3 separate regions of the Sus scrofa genome follow, and regions 1 and 3 are each linked to region 2. A link is a contact called in public HiChIP or PLAC-seq data. All regions are on one chromosome and are shown on one strand. Each heading gives the region's core, a stretch centred on a gene start, on an enhancer-like site or on the middle of the called end of the contact. The rest is flanking DNA. Distances are from core to core; before and after follow the strand shown. Region 1 overlaps ADAMTS8 (A disintegrin and metalloproteinase with thrombospondin motifs 8). Region 2 has its middle 77 kb from the start of SNX19. Region 3 holds the start of ADAMTS15 (A disintegrin and metalloproteinase with thrombospondin motifs 15).

Region 1 (3,756 bases), core at 405-2,904, 380 kb after region 2:
ATGCAGATTGTCTCAGAAGAAGTTCCAAGGGCTGGCCCTGCTCCTTCCTAGGGCAGGAGACTGGGAGACTCTTCCTGCCCCACAAGAAGCAGTGGAGGAAGTAGCCCCAGCAAGCTGCCACTCCTCAGCCCTCACCCCCAATTGCATAATGATGTGATTGCTTGTGTTTCCCTTAGGAATCCAGCTCCAGGAGCGAGTGCCAAGTTTCAGCTTTGCTGATAAGGTGTTTACATCAGCCTAAACATAGCTGGAGTGCTTGACTTGCTCAGTAACCTGCCAACCCCTGTTTGTAGGGCTTACAAAATATCTGGCTTGTTGCCTGCGAGGTGAACAGACAGATCCCATTCACAAATACTGGGATTTGTCTGGAACTCCCACACATGGCCTCAGCCCATGGAATGTCCCTCTCTAGCCTTTCATCCTTCTCTTCCCTTCTTCTACTCCCACCTTCCAGACCACAGGAGGGAAGAAAGAGAGGCTCCAGGAGGTGGTGCCCTAGGGAACAGGGAGCAGGGCTGCCCACACTGCTGGCCAAAGGCCTGCAGGCCCCTGCCCCCTTTGTCTCTGGCTCTGCAAAGTCATCCAAGAGAGGACTGACGTCTCAAGGTCCCCGAGGCAGCAGAGTGAGCCCTAATCCAGCCTCCCCTCAAGCTGGGGAACAGCTGGAAGCCCAGGGGCAGAGCAGAGGCCAAACACCAAGTCAACCCCTTCAGCTGGCCTCAGTGGGATGGAAGCAGTGGGGGCCTGGGAACCTGGGTTTCACTGTGGCCCATATTTTCTCATGCCCCAGACAGGAGTTCACCCTTCAAGGCTATCCAGGCAGGAGCCAGGAGGCCAGCGCTGGAAAGCTAGTGAGAAGAACGTAGACTTGGAAACAGGCAGGCCTGGGCTGGCACCCCAGCTTTAGGAGCTGCGCCACCTGAGACAGGCTGTTTAGCTTGCGTGAAGCCCTGCTTCCTCCCTGGTGAAGTGGCGATGACAATCCCACTTCCCAGAGTTTGTGTGAGCACTCAATGAGGTGCTCACCTCAATAGGGAACTGTTGTCAGAAGTGACTGTTAAGGAAGCATTCCCATCCTGGAGAGTAGGGCTCACCCCAGCAGACATCAGGAAATTTCTAAGAGGGAAATTCTACCAACCTTGAGCACTCAGATAGTTGCTGCTGGGCCAAGAGCAGAGAGAGGGCAGGTGGCTGGCAGGGAGAGGGTGGGTGTCAAGGTTAGAAATAACCAGTGCAGTCCAGTAGAACTTTCAGTGGTGATGGAAACATTCTGTCCGCTCCATCCAACGCAGTAGCCACAAGCCCTAGGTGGCTCATGATGCGCTTGAAATGTGGCCAGTGTGGCAGGGAAATTATGATATTAATTTTATTGAATTTTAGTGGATTTAGCTATCCATGGCCACACATGGCTGGTCAGGATGTTGAATGCACAAGCTTTGGAATCAGGAGTTCTGGGTTCACACGTAGCTGCACATTCATTAGCTCTGGGATGGTGGGCCAGTCTCTTACTTGCACGGTGAAGGGAAATAATGCTGGGGCCCTGGGGGTTTTGTGAGTCTTCACCAAGATGCCGTTTACCAAGGTCAAGTGCAGAGCCGAGCACTCAGAGTGCATGACTCAGGGTGACGATAGGGCTGGAAGGTTTACTCCTCACTCTCCACTCCTCCTTCCCCAGAACCACATCCTGACGCTGATGTCCATGGCAGCCCGCATCTACAAGCACCCCAGCATCAGGAACTCCATCAACCTGATGGTGGTGAAAGTGCTGATCGTGGAGGACGAGAAGTGGGGCCCGGAGGTGTCCGACAACGGCGGGCTGACGCTGCGCAACTTCTGCAGCTGGCAGCGGCGCTTCAACCAGCCCAGTGACCGGCACCCTGAGCACTTTGACACGGCCATCCTGCTCACCAGACAGGTCCTGGCCCCCAGAAACTGGGCGGGAGGGGGGGGGAAGGCCCAGGCTGCCCAAACATAGTCCCAGCTGGACACCAGCAGCCTCATGTGGATGCCGAGGAGAAGGTCACGGGGACAAGTGTGAGGTATTTGCAAGGGAAGGAGAGGAATCTCGGAAGGGCTCTTTGCCAGAGGTTTGTGACCAGCTGTCTGCTGAGGTCATAACAAGAGGAAACGGGCTCAAACTGCCCAGTGAGGGATGTGCAGTGGGAACTAAGAAGAGGCCCATCTACGGAGGGGGTGAAACCCGGGGGGCAGGGAGCCTGGGTGTCCTCAGGACTTCTCCAAATCAGAAGGCTGCCCACCCCCCGGGGCTGGTTTAAACAGATCACTTCCTGAAGGCTAGCGAGTGTGATCCCATGTGCCCGACCCTGCTCACCCCTGAGGCAAGCACTGCGTTTTTAGCCCCACTTTTCAGCTGGGGAGACCCAGGCACAGAGCAGCCACCCTTAGACAAGCTATTTAACTTGCGTGACCCTCCACGCCCTCATCTGTGAAATGGGGATGACAATCCCTGCTTCCCAGAGTCTCTGTGAGCATTCCTGTGGTGACCTCGAAGTCAGGCCCTGGGCAGGGTCTACACCCTTAACCACGCCCAGGACAGACTTTCCAAGCCACGGGCAGCCCCAGGACATGCCTATGCGGAAGGAGAAGGGACCTCTGTGAAGAAATAGGGAGTTGGATTCAAACATTTCTTTCACCCCTGGAGGCGCAGGAATAGGCAGGGTCTCTGTCCTATGTCTGTGCTCATGTCTCGCTCTCTCTCCTCGAGCAGAACTTCTGTGGAAAGGAGGGCATGTGTGACACTCTGGGCGTGGCAGACATCGGCACCATCTGTGACCCCGGCAAGAGCTGCTCTGTGATCGAGGATGAGGGCCTGCAGGCGGCCTACACTCTGGCCCATGAGCTCGGTAAGGCTCGCCACACTGGGGGCCACACGTGCTGGGCTGGGGCAGGAGCACTTGCCAGCCGGGCTTCAAAGCGAGTGCTGTCCTGGCACGGGCCCTCGTCATCTGGCAGAGCGACTGTGCCGAGCGCCCTGCACTGGCCAGTCCCCTCCCCTGCCAAGCACGGGACCAACACATCAAGGGTCGTCATCAGAGATCCCCGGGGAAATGCCAGAACACAGAAGGCATGCTCGGGTAGAGCAGTGAGGCTTCTGGAAGGTCGCTGCAAAGACAGTGCCATGGAAGCAAGTGTGTGCCTGAGGGGGAGGTGAATCGGGACAGGCTGGGCCATGACATGAAGGGACTTCAGTGTTCCTGGTTCTGTGGAAAGCTTCCTGGGAGAGGAGAGTGCGGGCAGAGTGAAGCCAGCGGGTTCTTTGAGGAACAGGCGGGTGGGGCCCCCATGAGGACCTGGCAGCCAGCTGGGCCTTCACACACACACCATCTGTCCTGTGAAGACAGTGTGTGGACCGGCTCTCGTCTTCCCCAGGGCACGTCCTCAGCATGCCCCATGACGACTCCAAGCCCTGTGCTCGGCTCTTCGGGCCCTTGGGCAAGCACCATATGATGGCGCCCCTCTTCATCCACCTCAACAAGACGCTGCCCTGGTCCCCCTGCAGCGCCATGTACCTCACAGAGCTCCTCGACAGCGGGCACGGTAGGTCCCCCAAGCTTCTCGCTGCTTCTCCCTGGCCAGCCGTGACTGCCACGCTGCTTCCAGCTGAGTCCCAGAGCATCGTGGACACTTGGGCTGGGCCACCTCCCTGGGCCACAGGGTTCTGACGCTCCACAGCACATGCTCTTCCAGCCCATCTTCCAGCAGCCTCTGTCTGGGGCCAGTTTAGAGTATTCCAGT
Region 2 (3,719 bases), core at 197-2,696:
ATCAAGAAAAGCAAAAACATTTCCCCAGATCTTCTTCTTCTAGAGCAGGGTTCAACAAACTTTTTCTGTTAAAGGGTCAGATAGTAAATATTTCCAACTTGCCAGCCATACAGTCTCTGTCACAATTGTTCACTTTTGCCCTGGAGGGTGAAAGCTACCATAGGAAATCTGTAAACAAGTAGATGTGGCTGTAGGCCAATAAAACTTTATTTACAAAATCTGGTGGTGGGCCATAGTTTACCCACTCCTGTTCTAGGTGAGGAGGAAGAAAAGGAAGAGGAGAATATTGATGACCAACAAAAACGAACATTGCTTGTTTCCTCTGTGCAAAATACTCTTAAGTATTCTGTACATATGATCTCACTTAATCTCTGTAATTCTATAAGGCACATACAGTTATGTATCCATTTTATAATTGAAGAAACTAAGCTTTAAAGAGTATAAACATGGGGGTGGGGGGATGTGCTTGGGCTGTGGGATGGAAATCCTGTGAAATCAGATTGTTATGATCATTATACAACTACAGATGTGATAAATGCATTTGAGTAATAAAAAAAAAGAGTCTAAACAGTTTTCCTACCAGTCTAACAAGTGGTAAATGCTGGAGCCAGAAACTCAGATCTGATACCAAAGCTCAGGCTTTCTATCACTGAGCCAGGCCATAAAACATACATATTCACTGTTTGAAGCTTTTTGGTCAACTTCTCTTAAAAAACTATTTCTGAAAGCAGTGAGTGGGAAAGCTTAGGAAAGTCACAGAATGCAGCTTCGGTAAAAAGATTGACCATAATTTTAATTTGCTCAATCCAAGTAGACTTTGGGCTATTGAGATATCTGGTTGAACAAACATTTATTATGCCACTACTGTAAGCCTCAAATCACAAGAGTGATTCAAGGAGGAAAATAATAGAATATTCTTTTCTATTAAGCCTCAAATCACAACAGTGATTCAAGGAGGAAAAGAAGAGAATATTCTTTTCTATTAAGCCTCAAATCACAACAGTGATTCAAGGAGGAAAAGAAGAGAATATATATTCCCCCAGACGCACGTAGCGTCTTGGGTGGGAAACCCTTCCTTCTCATTCTTCTCTTAGGGTCCATCTTGGTTTAAGAAAGCAGACCCACAGCTGGCATTGCTTAGGGAAGGCCACCAAGATTTATTTGCAATTGTCTCCAGCCACAATGAGTTTGCCTTTCCAACCTCCCATGGATTATTTTTGTTCCTTTTATCAGAGTGATACAAGCAGTTTTTAGGGAATTTCAAGCAATCCTAGCAAAAACTATCTTCTCCCAAGATTTAAAGCCCCACGTTCTGACAACCTTTCCCAGAACATCTTAGCCTGGATGTTTACCACTAAACATCACTAGAGCAAGATCCCAAACTCTTTGACCCAGCATCGTGTCCCTAGCTGTCTCAAGCACGGAGCTTCTCCACCCACCCGCCTCCCCTCTCAGATGGCCACACTTGTGCAACCACAGGGCCTTTGTGTTCCAGGGGTGGATTACTTAGTTCAGAATCACATAAGTAAAAAAGTCCCACTCTCACAAAGCTAATGACTTATAATAGTTTATACCTCTCAGTTCTAGGAAAGGTTCCCTCTACTCTCATCCATAAAATTTCTTCTCTCTTCACCCCCTCTCCTGATGCCCAGTGAAATGCGTTTTTCATTTCCTTTGCCTCCAGATCCATCTGTTTAATTATTATGCCTCATTTGCACTAAATCCAAATGGAAAGCAGCTCATGGTAGTGAGATTTGGTGTTGCTTCTCCCCAAAGGTCAAACCTCACACAGCTGTTCATCATGAACCATCTCCAGCTCCCAGCAGCTGCCAGCGTTTATGTTATGTTAGTGATGCTCTCTTGTGGCGGAGGCCAGAGAGCTTGCTGTTCAGCCAAAAGAAATCCTAAGGGAAAAGAGAATGAATGGCTGCAGATGACATGCTGGGCATCTCCTTTGTGCTGCATTTACCATGTAGAAGCCAGTGCAGACCAGTGCAGACTCACCAGTCAGACCCATGTCTATGGGGGAACCCCTGATCCCCAGCTTTCTCAACACCCAGAAGGTCACCCTGAAAAGCTGAAGAATATGCTAAGGACGTTTCTCTGGGATTGAGATGTATATCTTTGATTACCAGCCACTAGGAAACTGGGAGAACAAGGGGATAACTTGTATATCAGTAGTGGCTTGGGAAAAAGTGGGATTCACTTCTGTATTATTATGGCACTGACACTTTTTTTTTTTTTTGGTCTTTCTAGGGCCGCATTCGAGGCATATGGAGGTTCCCAGGCTAAGGGTCTAATCGGAGTTATAGCTGCCGGCCTACACCACAGCCACAGCAATGCCAGATCCGAGCCACATCTGAGACCTACACCACAGCTCAGGGCAACGCCAAATCCTTAACCCACTGAGCGAGGCCAGGGATCGAACCTGGAACCTCATGGTTCCTAGTCGGATTCGTTTTCTGCTGCTCCATGATGGCAACTCCCATCAACACTTTTTTTAATGGATGAAATTTGACGGGGATAAGGGAGAGAAGGGAAAGAGAGAGGAGGAAGAGAAGAAGTGAAATTCTACATTTACACTGTTACGTTTCGCTCGATAGAACAACACACATACATACTTATCAGGGTGTAGAATGACTGCCATGCTGCAAATACCTTCGACCCCGCCCGCCCCCATCAGTATCCCCAGTCGTCACAGAGGACTACTTTTAGCCAGCTCACATATGCCCTTGACCAATGGCAGAGTCCACCGATGCTCACCCGCTGGGTAATACCTCAGAGATAAGACAGGAGCCCAGGAAATCCGTGGTATGCAGCTCAGAGAAGGGGTGGAGGAAATATTTAGTGCCTCCAAGGACATTTCTTTAAAATTACTAGATGCTTTGGCTCCTCAGTCTTCCTGTGGACCATTCCTGGGATGGATAATTCTGTCTGCTTCCAGGGAAGTCCAATAGCAGGGAGCCTCCAATGGCCACAGAACTTGCACTGATGCCAACTTGCTCATATTGGCTTTTTCTTCATGTTTATCACTTTCTCCCATCCTCATTTCTGCAACGGGGAATCACCTGGCAAATAAACCATCTACACAAATGTCCAGCTTTGCTTATAGGGAAACTGAATCTTTTCAGAGCTCCCTGTACAAAACGACACACACTTTGGACCAACCATGGAAAAATCACTGCCTGGTCCAGTTACACCAGGATGGAGCTGCTTGATGTTTGGGAATCGTGGTTGGAATGGGAAGAGCTGGGCTCATTCTCGTAGTTTGTTGCTCCCAAGTAGCAAAGCACTGTCCTTGGGAGAAACTCATCTCTTATCCCACGTGTGGTCTGCCTTTTGGTCTGTCAAGCATATCCATCAGCCAGGGGGTGAAAAAGAGTCATACAGATGACAATGGAGAGAAAGATCAGCGAAATAAATGGCCAGTTAGGAAGATCCAAGCCCTTATTCCCTCATGGAGACATAAAACACACACACGAAAAACCAACAACCAAGAGCTGGATAAAATAACCTTGTATGAGTTATGGAAAAACCATCAAAGGCCTACAGAAACCAAGCAAACTCCCAGTCAAGAAAATGCCACATTCAAAAGAGTAGAAAATGCTGTGGGTTTGTTTTTGTTTTTGTCATTTTGTCTTTTCTAGGGCCGCACCCGTGGCACATGGAGGTTCCTGGGCTAGGGGTCCAATCGGAGCTGTAGCCAACGGCCTACACCA
Region 3 (3,698 bases), core at 301-2,800, 350 kb after region 2:
CGGCTCCGGGGCGGCAACTTCCTGGGTTCCTGCCCCTCCGCGCCTGATCCTGGAGGCGTTCATTGGCCGGGCCGGGCCAACACCTTCCGAAGGAGCAGGCGTTCCTCTGCCCGCCCACGTGCATCCGGAAGATCCAAAGTGGCAGTCGGAAGAGATCAACGAAATTTAAACATTGCGCGGCACAAAGGGCATTTGGAGAGCTAAGGGCGGTGACCCCAATAGAATGGGGGCTATCTGGGTCCAAAGAGGTGACAGATCAACTCACCTGCCTGGTGAAGAGGATGGCGGTGTCCCAGTACTCAGGATGCTTGTCACTCACTTTGTTCAGCTTCTTCTGCCACGCGCAGAAGTTGCGCAGCGTCAAGGCCGCGTTGCCCGTGACCTTGGGCCCTGTGTCGCGGTCTCCAAGAAGCAGCACCTTGACCACGACGATGTTGATGGGGTTGAGGATGCTGGGATGGCGGTAGAGTCGCGCCGCCGTGGCCAACAGCGTCAGCAGATAATGCTCCAAGTCCGCGCCGTGGAACTTGACCATGGACTCGTCTGCCACCACCAGCGTCTCCACGTATCGCGGGATAGACACGAAGCGCTTGGCGCGCCCGGACCTGCGCCGGCTGCGATCTTCCCCTAAGCCTATCCGCGGAGGCTTGTAAGCGTCCAGGGCCCGCAGAATGGCGGGGTTCCAGCCTGAGGCCACCCCACAGCGAGAGGTAGGATCTCCAGGAGGCCCGCCGGGGGCGGCCCGGCGCTGGAGGAGGTGTGCGCCCTGACTGTTGCGCTGCGCCGTCGGCGCGCTGGCATTGGGCAACGGGCTAATGACATACTCAGCGCCTCGGTATCCGAAGGCTCCGCGTATCCCCCCGCACAGGCTCACAGCAGCAAAAGAGTCTGGCTCCGCGTTCACGTCTCCAGAGTAGAAACAACGTCGCAAGTCCGGGGAGCTCTCGATGAGTCCCTGGAGGGGGACGCCCAGATGCTCTGTGGCGAAAGCGGGTGCCAGGAACTGAGCATCTGGCGTCAGGTGTAGGTAGAAATCCTCCTGAAATGCTGTGATCTGAAAAATGAGTCCCTGATCCTCTGAGTCCTCGGGACCCCGCCGGTAATAGCGGCGGCCGTTGATATCCGGGTCCAGTCGGATGGGGACCACCACCTCCCGCTCTGGCTCTGAGCCGCCAGCCGGTGCCCCGGCGAGAGCCAGCGTTAAGATGCCCAGCAGAAGCATGGCGCCGGGCAGCGCAGAGCCGCGCTCTCGGAAGGGCTCGACTCGGCTCCCCGGCAGCCGGCACCGTCTTCCTGAAGCCCGCACGCCAGAACCACCGACTCCCGGGGCCGCCCGCAGCTCCCAGAAAGGAGAGCCCAGGGAGGGAGGATCCTCCCAGGGCAGTGAGCGCGCACCGGGCTGCCCGCGCCGCCTACCTGTGCCTTTCCAGGCAAAGCGCGCCCTGGGAGCTTAAGTACAATCGCTGTCAAGTGCAAAGACGAAGATTTGCAGCCGAGAACTAGAGGGAGGTGCCGGGCCGCTTCTCCGAACCGCAGCCACTCGCAGCGCCGCAAACCAGGCGCGGCGAGCCTATTAAAGGCCCCCTCCTCTTTGGACTGCCCAGTCAGCGCCCTCCCTCTCTCCCCTCCCAGCCTCCCAAAGCTTGCAGCCTCCTGGGGCCACCGAAGAACTCGGTCCCGCCTCCAGAGCTGAGAGCCACTTGGCGGGGAGGGAGTGGCGTTGAACTGAGGCGGGAGGCGTGGGCTGGCCGGAGAAACTAGCTCTGGAGTCTGGATTCACGTTGTGCTTTCAAGCTATGCCTCCTCCGCACCTCCCCTCCGCCCCATGCCCCACACATCAGCCGGGACCCACATCTGGCCGCTCCCTGGGCCTCAGCCTTTAGCTCAAGGCAGTAGGGCTCAGAAGTTGGAAATGAAGACTGCCATTGAACCCCCTTATCCCTTCTATTACAATATCCCTGCTCTTTCCTCATCGCAGTGTCCCCTAAAAGTCCCAGAACCAAGGACTCCCTGTAAATGTGCTCCTGCTGCCAGAAGGGCACATTGCTGGGCACATGGAGAGACCTTCTGGAAGGTACGGCTGCCCAGACCCACAGTCCGCCCTGGGGGCAAGGGTGTGCTGGATGGGCTGGTGCAAATGGTTAATTTTCAAGAACTTTGCCTGTCAGCTATTAAACACAGTCATTATTAAAATTTTTAATTATATGGATGTATAGTTATAACCTATGCTTAGTAATAAACTCCATCACTTCCTAATTATTTGAGCATAATTACCTGAGCTCTTACACCTTGGGAACCACTAGCCCTCCAGGACAGCGGCCAGCACCAGGAAGGAGAGCAGAGGTGCGGGAGTGGATGGTAGGATTGAGTGTGTGGCCTTCCCCATCTCCCAGGGCAGGGGCGGCAGGACAGGAGCTTGGAACAGGTCCTGTGGGAATGTTTATACCACTGACATGGGCAAACAGTGCCACTCAGGGCTTGGGGGGGGGACTGTGTCCAGCACTGACCATCAGTGCCTGGGGTGCTGTGGGGAAAGAGATGGTCTTCCCACCAGGGAGGGGCCGAAGCACTGTGGACAGTAAAAAAGTAATCATCCAGAAAAAATCCTTCCTCCCTGACATTCTTTCATTTGACCCTTGACCAAGTATATGGAGGACACTGGGGTGGGAGGCTGGGTGTGCATAGGTGGGACGAGACCATCAGGCCAAGGGTTCCCATTTCATCTGAGGGGGTCTGAAGAGCCCTGTTCCAGGCTCTGGACCTTGAGGTCCTCCCTAGCTCTCCATAAAAATCACCTTCTTGGAGTTCCCGTTGTGGCTCAGTGGTTAGCGAATCTGTCTAGGAACCATGAGGTTGCTGGTTCGATCCCTGGCCTTGCTCAGTGGGTTAAGCATCCGGCATTGCAGTGAGCTGTGGTGTAGGCTGCAGACGCGGCTCGGATCCCGCGTTGCCATGGTTCTGGCGTAGGCTGGCGGTACAGCTCCGATTGGACCTCTAGCCTGGGAATCTCCATGTGCCATGGGAGCAGCCCAAGAAATGGCAAAAAGACAAAAAAAATCACCTTCTTTCTTCTGACAAGGAAGAAGGCAAGTAAAGGGAGAAAGGCATTCCTGGTCTCTCCTGATACCTGGAAAATCTTTGCAGAACCAAAGTGCTCTGGGTTGAGTTGGCAAGAGGAGGGGCCAGGAGGGGAGAGAATGGGATGATTTGAAGCCTAAGAAGGGGGTAGTGGAAGAAGTTTGGAATTTGCTTAAGAAAGTGGCTGCTCCAGTCAACAATGCTGTTGTTGAAGGGAAGAGAAAGCTGGGGCTGATCCATCTCATCTCGAGAGCACATTCTGCCCATTATCCTCTCCCCATGAAGGATCCTATCTGGGAGAGCCCCCGGGGGCCTTGGAACAGGAAGAGTGCCCAGATGCCCGCGGCTCTCCTGGGGCCCCTCTTCAACTGAGAGGCATGGGGCTGAAATTCATTATGTGAATGAGTAAGAAATGGTGTTTATGCTCTAAATGAAAGGGGAAGTGTGCATATGGAGGGCTGTGAGAGAGAGCATTCACGTTTACAAAGGCTTTCTGTGTTTGAGTGTTTAAAGAGGGCCTATAATTAAAGAGAAACTCAGACAACCAAGGGCAATCATAAGTCACTTATTTAGGGCATGCAATTGTTTTCCTACACCCAGCAGTTTTAATGGGGAGTTAC

What was found. HiChIP or PLAC-seq counts read pairs in DNA pulled down with a chosen protein or histone mark.
Region 1: a contact with region 2 is called in an H3K27ac HiChIP or PLAC-seq map of skeletal muscle. The contact joins two enhancer-like sites. A contact is called at or near these places in 2 of 5 promoter capture datasets (fetal skeletal muscle and skeletal muscle), 10 of 47 Hi-C or Micro-C datasets (alveolar macrophages, embryonic fibroblasts, heart right ventricle and 6 more) and 1 of 2 datasets of contacts at active chromatin or transcription factors (skeletal muscle).
Region 3: a contact with region 2 is called in an H3K27ac HiChIP or PLAC-seq map of skeletal muscle. The contact joins the promoter of ADAMTS15 here to the enhancer-like site in region 2. A contact is called at or near these places in 2 of 5 promoter capture datasets (fetal skeletal muscle and skeletal muscle), 13 of 47 Hi-C or Micro-C datasets (alveolar macrophages, embryonic fibroblasts, heart right ventricle and 7 more) and 1 of 2 datasets of contacts at active chromatin or transcription factors (skeletal muscle).

The regions. Positions count from the first base shown.
Region 1 is chr9:57,099,794-57,103,549 of Sscrofa11.1, reverse strand. It overlaps ADAMTS8 (A disintegrin and metalloproteinase with thrombospondin motifs 8), which reads left to right. Exons shown (of 9, transcript XM_003130083.4): 2 at 1,676-1,915; 3 at 2,729-2,864; 4 at 3,391-3,558. Among named protein-coding and RNA genes, the nearest start is that of ADAMTS8, 11 kb to the left of the region's middle. Within about 2 kb of position 1,654, at least 21 of the 83 cell types and tissues checked have an H3K27ac peak or open chromatin away from gene starts, as enhancers often do. A contact at or near this core is called in fetal skeletal muscle and skeletal muscle, where this site is marked.
Region 2 is chr9:57,479,633-57,483,351 of Sscrofa11.1, reverse strand. No RefSeq gene overlaps it. Among named protein-coding and RNA genes, the nearest start is that of SNX19, 77 kb to the left of the region's middle. Within about 2 kb of position 1,446, at least 3 of the 83 cell types and tissues checked have an H3K27ac peak or open chromatin away from gene starts, as enhancers often do. A contact at or near this core is called in fetal skeletal muscle and skeletal muscle, where this site is marked.
Region 3 is chr9:57,125,379-57,129,076 of Sscrofa11.1, reverse strand. It overlaps ADAMTS15 (A disintegrin and metalloproteinase with thrombospondin motifs 15), which reads right to left and starts at 1,550. Exons shown (of 8, transcript XM_003130081.4): 1 at 266-1,550. The coding sequence starts at 1,222.